3 separate regions of the Mus musculus genome follow, and regions 2 and 3 are each linked to region 1. The links are chromatin contacts, called in public Hi-C and HiChIP or PLAC-seq maps. All regions are on one chromosome and are shown on one strand. The core of a region is the stretch at or near the end of the contact, and the rest is flanking DNA. Distances in the headings are between cores, read along the strand shown.

Region 1 (3,159 bases), core at 409-2,908:
TTTTGTTCTTAAGATGTCTTAGAATTTTCTGCCTTGCTGTTCCTTCCCCAATTCCCTCCCTCCCCACCCCCTTGGTTGTTTGGATTGTTGGTCTCAGGTATTCCAGTTTAGCCTTGAACTTGCCACGTAGCTAAGCATACCCTTGATGCTCTTGCCTCCACCTTCTAAGTGCAGGAGCCCCCATACCTGTCTGAGGGTTTTATCTTCTTTTTAAAGAAAGATTTCTTCTATTTATTTATTTATTTATTTATTTATTTATTTATTTATTTATTTATTTATTTATTTTGTGTGTGTGTGTGTGTGTGTATGTATATGTGTGTCTATGTGAGATCACGAAGCTGTGCATGTTGGTGTCCACAGAGGTATCAGATTCTCTAGAGTTAGGGTTACAGGAGGCCTCCCAACATGGGCGCTGGTAACTGAACTTGGGTCCTCTGCAACTGTTCTTAACCACTAAACCATCTCTCTAACTCCAGGGTTTTCTTTTATTCTCTCCTCTCCTCTTCTCCTGCATATTCATATTCTCTCTCTCTCTCTCTCTCATATTTTTTTGTAGATTAAAATGTTGGCTGCATTATTATGCTCAGTTGCAAGGTGTGGAGAAGCCAGAGGAACATGGAAGGGGCTGGAGGGAGGGGCAAACACAGGTCTAGAGATGTGACCTTCCACACCCGATCATCTGCTTCCCAGAATCCTTTTGTAGTTTTCTGTTCTGCTTTGGATCCTTGAGAGGCCACAGCATTTCCTTGTTACACATTTACCCGTCTCTCCACGGTTAAAACCCTTCTTTCTTACAGTGGGAGGAACACAGCTATGAACCAGGCAAGGCATACGGCTCATCTTTGATGAGTGATTTGGGTACTTTCAATAACAATTCCAAGGCAGTGGCTGGGATTCTCAGCAGAGACAGGCAATTTCTGAGTTTGAGGTCTAGATCCTTCAGTCAGACTAGACAGGACACTTGTCAGGGGTCAACCATGCCAATGGTGTGACAGGCCAGTCCAGTGAAATGTAAGGCCAAGAGTGTGTTTACCTGGTAGAGTGGCAATAGTGGCAACTATTGCTGGTTGCCACTCAATTTTGATGCCCTGCCTGAAAGGATGGTATCCCAGGGGCATGGGTGTTAAGCCAGATTGCCGGGCTCCATGGGGAGGAGGTTGTATCTTGCCATACCAAGCTCTCCTTTGCTGTCCTGCTCACAAGGTTGCTGTTTGTATGAAGTGTGGCAGAAGACACATGTCCCTGTCCCAGGTTCCATTCAGAACTCGTAAGCCTGCAGGTAATCCTGAGCAGGTGTCCTTCAAGCCCCACTGCCCTGTCACTCCATGCTTCATTAGCTCAGGCCCAAACAGGAAGCAGGGAGTGAGAGCCAAGAGTGAGAGCTGTAGGACTCTGTGAACGGGACAGAAGTTTCCAGGTTCTGTAGAGTGAATGGACTCACCCAGGCTCCGTTCTGCTAGCTAGAGGCTTGCCCTCTCTCTTCATCCACCTCAGTTTCAAGAACACCCCAGTGCGTCTTTCCTGGCCCCTCTCCACGGGGCCCCAGTCTCTTCTTTGCCACTAATCCTGGCCTGTCACCAAGCAAATGACTAGGCTTGCAGGGGGCCGGGCCAGATTTCAGATGACTCAGATGGCCCATCCCACAGTGAGCCAAGCAGTTCCGGGCAGACCACGTGTGACCATGAGCTACCAAGGTCAGCCACTTGATAGGACACTCTACAGCAGCGACAAGATGAGCATCCCTTAAAGACTAATTCTTTTGTGCCGTGAAAGGGAAGTTTGACTAGATGGGCCCGGGCCCGGTGACTGTGGCACTGAGCAGTGCGCACCACCCAAGCCTTCTCCTCTCGCTGCCTTTGGGGACAGAGAGCTGAAGGAAGAGTGAGTCACTGTTTGGCCATGTCTCCTCTTCAGGATTTAATCCCTTAATGTAAAAGAGAATTAGGCAAGAGGATTAAGAGATTAAACAAGATTCATTACTGATTTCTTAAAAATTAAGCTCTGCCTCAAAATAACCTGTGTGGAGCCAAGTGTGAGCAGGTGAGGAGGGGCAAGTGCATATTGTCCAGGCACGGTTGATGCTATCTAGTGGCTTCTTGATAAAATCAACATCCAACAGCAACAAGCTTAGCAAGCGTCATTAATGTCTCTTCAGCCATGAAGGGAACTTACTGACCCACTCTTGGAGGGGATAGGCCTAGTGGAAGTGCTCCGGTCCTGGCATGGGGTAGCCTAGGGTTTCTCCTCATGTAGCACAGAGTTGGCCTCTTTCCCAGCGGTGACTCAGCTTTTCCAATCACTACCAGGCCAAACTCAGGGTTGGTAAGCTCCAGGCCATACTCTTGGGTGGGGTTGAGAAAGACATGGAAAACCAAAGCCAAACTAAAGACCTCTCTTTTCCTTCTTCAAGGTGTGTGAGTGTATGAGTCTCTGTGTGTATGTGTTTCTCTCTGTGTGCATGTCTGTGTGAGTCTGTGTGTGTATGTGTGTGTGTGTGTGTGTGTGTGTGTGTGTGTGTGTGTGTGTGTGTGTGAGGGGGGGGGGGAGAGAAAGAAAGAGAGAGAGAGACACTCTGTGGGTGTGAGTTCCTCTCTATGTGTGTCTGTGTGAGTCTCTGTGGCTATGAGTCTGTGTGTGTGTGTGTGTGTGTGTGTGTGTGTGTGTGTGTGTGAGAGAGAGAGAGGGGGGGGGAGAAAGAAAGAGAGAGACACTCTGTGGGTGTGAGTTCCTCTCTATGTGTGTCTGTGTGAGTCTCTGTGGCTATGAGTCTGTGTGTGTGTGTGTGTGTGTGTGTACATGTCTGTAGAGGCCAGAAGTCAGCATCAGGCATCTCCCTTGATGTCTCTCCATCTTAGCTTCTGAGAGAGGGTATCTTAACTGAGCCTAGCTTGCTCATTCAGCCACATGGGCTGGTCAGCCAGTCCCTGAGATCATCGTGTCTGTCTCCCCAGTGTTGGGATTAGGGGTGCATACCAAGGTACCTGGGGGTTTTTTGTTTTTGTTTTGTTTGTTTTTTTAAAATGTGGGCTCAAAGGGGTTGAATTCAGGATCTCATGTGGCATGGCAAGCACCTCACTGGCCCAGCTCCCCAGCCCTGTTTGTTTGTTAGTTTTCTAGATTACGTGGTCTGATCTCCTGTAGCCCAGACTGGCTTCAGAT
Region 2 (3,159 bases), core at 250-2,749, 230 kb after region 1:
TTAGAAATTCAGGGCCTGTCTGTGGAACCCATTTCAAACCCAAATAGCTGGACATGGTCGTTCACACATATTATCCTAACACTCGGAAAGCTGATGCAGAAAGATCACTATGAGTTTGAGGGCAGCCTGGGCTACAGATAGTATTTCAGGCCAGGCCGGTCTACAGAGTGACATCTTTTCTCAATCAATCAATAAATAAATATCAAACGATCAGAGGCAAGACACAGCTCATGGCTAGCCATTGCTTGCAGCAGGTATCAGCCTTGGGTTCTTGAAAAGAGCCTGAAATATCCCATCCTCCATACACACTCCTGTGTCCTGTTCTGTGATGTGCCACGAGAGGTGCTGGAGCCTCTCGCTGTGGTCTGTTCCCTTATGGAGCCTTATGAAGGGCGGTCTGGCTGCCCATAACCATGGTCCTCTGGCCAGGGAAGAAGGATCTTCAACATCCATTCACCTCCATTCTGTGTGTGCACCAATTACGCATGGGGTGATGGGCGTGCCATAGCAGGAGCGCAGGGTCAGAGGTCAGCTCTTTGGACTCCCTTCCACTGTTACATGGTCTCCAGGGAATCAAGCTGAAGTTGCCGGATTTATGTGGCAGACACCTTTACCCACCAAGCCATCTTCCCGCCCCCGCCTTCAGCTGTCTTCGCCTCTGCTTGGTGGTTTTCTGCACTACCAGGTTTATCTCAGGCCACTTCCTGATTTGATATCGATCAGGTACCCACTTTTGCCTCAGGGACTGCTACTTTTAGTGACTCTGGGCTCTGTGTGGTGAACGTGTAGCATCAAAAAGGCATAGCCAAAGAGTTGCCTAAAGAACCAAATATCTTCACTTAGAAAGGAAGCTGAGGGAGAGAGTGCTGTGCCTGTGAGGGGTCAGGGAAGGCTTCCTGGAGGAGGAAGACTTGCATTGAGTCAGTGGCTCCAGTAGGTGAGATGGCAGCAGAGGGAGTTTGGGTTCTACAACGTTTGGCTGTAGAAATGGTGGGGTCTAGTCTTAGAGACCAGTAACTGTTCTCATAGGCAGTAAGTGCCAGCTAGTGGCTTCCAGGCCCACAGATGGCCTCCATGGCCCCTCCCGAAGGTTCCGCCAGCTGTTAGCATATCCAAAGTCCTATGAAGTCCTACTGTGTGCCCCCAGGCTCCTGAGTCGTCTAGCCATCCACAAACATCATCAACTTGTGTGCTTCTGCCTTAAGTTTTCCCAGAACCTGGGTCACCAAGCTCAGGAATTGGCATCTTTCTCTAAAACTGTAAGGACCAAACTCTATTCAAACTACCTCGTGTTGCTTGGTTGTTTGGGGAGGGAGGGGGTTGCTAGGCAACCTGGGTAAGGGGGTGGATGGGATTAGGGAAAGGTTTTTCTCTTCCCATACAGTTAGGAGAAGGTGTCCTGATGTTCTCAATCAAATGAGTGGCTAGGCCCATACGCCTGGGGCTAGAGGCCCAACCCCACCAGTAAACCTCAGAGTCTATTAACAGCCTCTCTGCTGGGTGAGTCACCCTTCCTGCCCCTCCTTACCTCTACTTACTCAGGGCTCTGAGGCCAGACTGATCCTTCCATCCAGCTGGCTTGGCCCAGGGCGAGCTCAATGAGATTAACTATTTAACTATTTCCCACTGGTGAATTCCCCGAGGCAGCTGAGCCCTGGTTGAAGCAAGGGCTTGTCCTGGATACACCCATGGAGATAATTCCAGAACCAGGAAGCAGGGTGCAGCGCATCCAGGACTGTCTGAGGAGCCTGGGGTGCCAGAGGCACTGGGTATAAAGCCAGGAGGTGTCCCGGGCTGAGGGCCCCTGTGCTGTCAGGGTTACATAATAGCTGACAGAAACATGCTCTCAAGTGAGTCTTTAAGTGCTCCTCTGGAGACTGGCCATCAGCACAGCATGATGACAGAGTGAATGTCTTGCTCCTAAAACTACCTTAAGTCCCTGACCTGCACTGGTCGTAACACGTGCGCCATTCTGATATGTTCTGATTTCTGTGTTTACTTGTTTGCGTGTGGACATTTGAGGCAGGGTCTCTCAAACTCTGTAGCCGAAACTGGCCTTGAGCCCAAGATGCTCCTCCCCTGTCAGCCACCATGGTCAGCTATGTATTTTTTACATGTGTGTGCATGTGTGCATGCCTGTGTGCATTTGTGTGTGCGCGCACGTGTGCTTGTGCATGTGGAAGCCAACGGACAATCTCAAGTGTCTTCCTTGTCTTTTATGACAACCGCCCCTTGGCCTGGAACTCCCAGATTAGGCCAGTGAACTCCAGGAATCCTCCCTGTCTCCACTGCCCAGCGTTGGGTACAGTGTCCAAGGAGGCCAGAAGAGACGGGGTTAGGACCCTGGACTGGAGTTACAGGTCATTTGAACCATCATGTGCGTGCTGGAAACCAAACCCAGGTTGTCTGGAAGAGCAGCCAAGTGCTTTTAACTGCTGAGCCTTCTCCTCAGCCTTCCTCCCCACAATGGGCTGCTCTTTGGGGACCCTCTAAGATACCAGTGTGGAGGAGGATCTACTGTTTCAAGCCCTGGTCCAGGATTTTTGGGGTGTCCCGGGGAGCACCTAGAGAAACTCCTCACACTGAGTTCCCTCTTGAAGCTCAGGGTCCTGTGTTCTGCAGAAGCAGAGCCTGGGGTATAGGACAGGAAGTCACTTGCCCAACAGGGTCCCAGAGCTGGCCCTTCTCTGTTTGGTCCAGCTTATCTTTTTGTGAGGTTTGCATTTCCTGAATCTTCGGCAGCTGGATGGGGGTGGGGAGTAGGGTAGGGGAAGTGGGCTTAAAGGAGCCCTATCTGAGACTGTTTAAATTTCCGGTGACGAGGAGATATTAAATATTATTTACAGTAGTCTGTGAGCCTGGAATCCAGCAGACACAGGGGGGAGACTCGGTTGGAATCCAGAAGACCAAGAGGAGAGGAAGGGATGGCCACGTGAGGGCTAGTCAGAGGCAGCAAGACACAGTGATGACACAGAAATAAATGGGAGTTTGTGTTCTCCCGCCTCCACGGGACTCCATGGAGATTCACGTGCTTGGACCTCTGGACTTCTGCCTCCCTGGGGCTCCCGTCACTCAACTTGGAATGAGTTTGCATCCATAGAAATTGTGGTTGTCCGTGTCCCTTGTGTTGTTTTTAGAGAGCTCATTCTGACGTCTCAG
Region 3 (3,159 bases), core at 193-2,692, 210 kb after region 1:
ATGGAGTTTCAGCAGTAGTAAATCTGACCCTGACTAAAATACTGTGCGCCTTCCCTCAAATCAGCAAAACTACTTGGACAGTGGCCATGGCCTGCGCCTGCCCACACTGAGGGAGCTGGCCTGTGCCCAGATCAGGACATCTGCTCCACTCATCTTAGTAGATCTAGTCTCTGGCTCTGGAGGCAGGGAAAACCTCTCCAATTAATAACAAGATCTAAAAGCAGGATGAAGACAGGAGTCTGTAGCTCCAATTTCAAGGGCCACATGCTCTCTTCTGACTGTTGATGGCACCGGGCACATTTGGGGCACACAGGAGCTGAGGATGTAGCTCAGTTGAGAAAGCGCTTGCTGAGCAAGCAGGAAGCCAAGGGTTCCCCAGTACCACTTAAACTGGGTGTGGTCATGTTCATCTCTAATCTCAGCACTTCGTAGGTGGAGGCAGGAAGATCTGATATTCAAGGTCATCCTTGGTTACTTATCAAGTTGAAGCCAGCCTGGGCTACATGAGACGGTGCCTCCAATAAATGAAAAATAATGATAGGCCAAGGAGGAGTGACTTGCTAGAGGTCATTTCCATGCTATTCTTCGGGGACCTTTCCTAGACCTGTGAACTTAGCTGGCTACATGGCTGCCAGGGTTGACTGACTGTAGATTCCCTGGCCACTACAGCAAAGCAGAAGATACCCAGTTCTGTAGTGATAACCAAATCTACAATTACAATAAACCTGAATTTTATTGCCTAGACTTTTCTTGGGTCTAGAATCTTGGATTCAATCTCCAGGATCTTGGTTCCTCATTTACATACTCCAGGTTTTTACTCCTCATTTGCATATTCCAGGTTCCTATTCCTTACTTATATACACCAGGTCCTTATTCTTTATTTGCATACTCCAGGATCTTATTCCTCATTTGCATACTCTAGGTTCCTATTCCTCATTTGCATACTCCAGGGTTGTTTTTGGTTTTTGGGGTTTTTTTTGTTTTTTTGTTTTTGGTTTCCCATGTATATATTCCAGGTTCTTGGCGCCTCACTTATATACGCCTGATTTTTGGTTCCTAGTTTGCATATTCCAGATTCTTGGTTCCTCATTTGCATGTTCCGGATTTTTTTGGTTCCTCATTTGCAAACTCCTGGTTCTTGGTTTCTCATTTGGATACTCCAGATTTTTGGTTTCCCATGTACATATTCCAGGTTTTTGGTTCCTTGCGTACATACTCCAGGTTCTCATGCCTTATGTCCATACTCCAGATTCTTGGTTCCTCATTTGCATACTCCAGATGAGTTGGTGCCTCTTCAGCTTCGGCTATTTTCCTCTGATGGTCTGCTTGTGGGTGTGTTAGTTTTTGTTGAATGTTGGTCGTGTGTGTGTAGGCCAGATAACACCCTTACACTGTTATTCCTGAAAACTGCCCACTGTGTTTTTGAGATTAGGTCTCTCCTTGGCCTTGATCTTACCAAGTTGGCTACGGCCTGACTAGGAAAGCCCCTGCCTGTCTTTGCCTCCCCATGACAGGCTGCGTGGTTTGTTTCTTTTCTTTTCTTTCTTTTTTTTTTTTGTCTCCTCACGTGGGTTCCCGGCTTCCAACTCAGGTTTTCCTGTTGCAGGGCAGCATCTTACTGACTGAGCCATTCCCTCTGCCCTGGCGGCTTCATTCTTGAGGCCTGAGCTTTCTGTACAGCCGTCTCAATCTCCAGCAGACCCGTGGTGTTGCCCAATGCTCAGACCGCTTTACTGGCTCTGTCTGCTTGGAAAAACAGCCTCCATGACCACCTGGTGCTCGACGTCCCTGGGGTCCATGCCAGGGTCTTCCTGTCCAGTTAGAGAGATGGTTCCACAGCTTCTTGGGCGCTGCTGTGGCTCTTTGTCCTGAGATCCCAGGACCTTTCTTCCTTCTCCCCAGCCCACCCTCACACCACGAATTAGCTCAGCCTTCAAGACCCAGCATCGGGCTCCTCAGCCATGCCTCTGTCGTTGTCATAGACCTGGTAATTCTATTGAGAAGGGTTGGCCTGTTCAATACCTGCTGCCAATCAGAGTTCCCCATTTGAGACGCACGCACTCATCTCCAGAGCTGGAAAAATGACTGAATGGTTAAGAACTATGTTTGGTGCCCTTCCAGAGGACCCAGACTTGGTTTCCACCATCATACTGAATCTCATAACTGCCCGTCACTCCAGGTCCTGGGGATCTGACACCTCTTCTGGACCCTTCAGGCGCCTACACTCAGATGAATACACATATACTTACAGGTACACATAATTTTAAAAAAATTTTAAATGTCTTTTAAAATGTCTCTAGACATGGCCAGATGTCTTGCAAAGGTTAAAATTAGTCCAGATGAAGACCCACTACCTTATACCACTACCCTCTGTCACCGTTGCTCTGCCCAACCCCACTCACCCTATTCACCGTGCATCCGCCATGCTCAGAGCCGCACATCTGCTCTCAGAGCTTCTCATGCTGCCTTCCTGGTGGTGGCTCAACTGGCCTCTTCATCAAGGCCTCTCTTTCCACCTCCACCCCACTGTGTGTGTGTGTGTGTGTGTGTGTGTGTGTGTGTACTGCGCACACGTGCATGCGCTCTGCCCTGTGGATGTGTGTAATGAAACTCAGAGAACGCATCTGGAAACTGGATTTCTTTTCCCACTGTGTGGACAGAAGTCCTGGGATCAAACTCAGGTTCCGGGCTTGTCCTCCAAGAGTCTCTGGAGTCACTTCTTGCTTCTCTCCCTGCTGTCACTTTTGCAGCCACACCCTCCTCCTGGCTCCCTCCCCCACCCCTTCCCCCATCATCTTTTATGGGTCTTTGTTTAATATCATATTTTCATAGAGGCACCAGACTATCCCCTTTCCATGCCGCTCTCTCCCAAATGTCTATAACCACCCTACATACTATGTATCTTAATTATAATAATATTATGATTTTATTATCTAGCCCCCTGTCTCTTGTGGGCCCTATGGCCCTAAATTAAACCAAACATGAATCAAAATAATCTGTGATAAATTTTTCTTTCCTAAACACATACTGATTTTAGCTTTAACATCCTTCCCTGAAAGATGCAGCCAACAGCCCTTTACTGAGTGTTTGCATGTGACTGGGTCATCTGGAGATGATTTAAAGTGGATGCAGAATTCTGTGTAGGTTAGAGGAGACACA

What was found. A called contact is a pair of places that touch in the nucleus more often than the background predicts. HiChIP or PLAC-seq counts read pairs in DNA pulled down with a chosen protein or histone mark.
Region 2: a contact with region 1 is called in an HNF4G HiChIP or PLAC-seq map of pancreatic cancer cells. The contact joins two enhancer-like sites. A contact is called at or near these places in 3 of 484 Hi-C or Micro-C datasets (bone marrow-derived macrophages, liver and nephron progenitors) and 5 of 115 datasets of contacts at active chromatin or transcription factors (astrocytes, bone marrow-derived macrophages, embryonic fibroblasts and 2 more).
Region 3: a Hi-C map of bone marrow-derived macrophages shows a contact between it and region 1, with 24 read pairs. The contact joins two enhancer-like sites. A contact is called at or near these places in 1 of 484 Hi-C or Micro-C datasets (bone marrow-derived macrophages), 2 of 115 datasets of contacts at active chromatin or transcription factors (astrocytes and bone marrow-derived macrophages) and 1 of 9 other capture datasets (embryonic stem cells).

The regions. Positions count from the first base shown.
Region 1 is chr17:47,063,448-47,066,606 of GRCm38.p6, forward strand. No RefSeq gene overlaps it. Among named protein-coding and RNA genes, the nearest start is that of Ubr2, 54 kb to the left of the region's middle. Within about 2 kb of position 1,659, at least 82 of the 459 cell types and tissues checked have an H3K27ac peak or open chromatin away from gene starts, as enhancers often do. A contact at or near this core is called in astrocytes, bone marrow-derived macrophages, embryonic fibroblasts and 1 more, where this site is marked.
Region 2 is chr17:47,292,687-47,295,845 of GRCm38.p6, forward strand. The region is part of intron 2 of Trerf1 (transcriptional regulating factor 1); the gene reads left to right. Among named protein-coding and RNA genes, the nearest start is that of Trerf1, 64 kb to the left of the region's middle. Within about 2 kb of position 1,500, at least 225 of the 459 cell types and tissues checked have an H3K27ac peak or open chromatin away from gene starts, as enhancers often do. A contact at or near this core is called in astrocytes, bone marrow-derived macrophages, embryonic fibroblasts and 1 more, where this site is marked.
Region 3 is chr17:47,272,104-47,275,262 of GRCm38.p6, forward strand. The region is part of intron 1 of Trerf1 (transcriptional regulating factor 1); the gene reads left to right. Among named protein-coding and RNA genes, the nearest start is that of Trerf1, 43 kb to the left of the region's middle. Within about 2 kb of position 1,443, at least 43 of the 459 cell types and tissues checked have an H3K27ac peak or open chromatin away from gene starts, as enhancers often do. A contact at or near this core is called in bone marrow-derived macrophages, where this site is marked.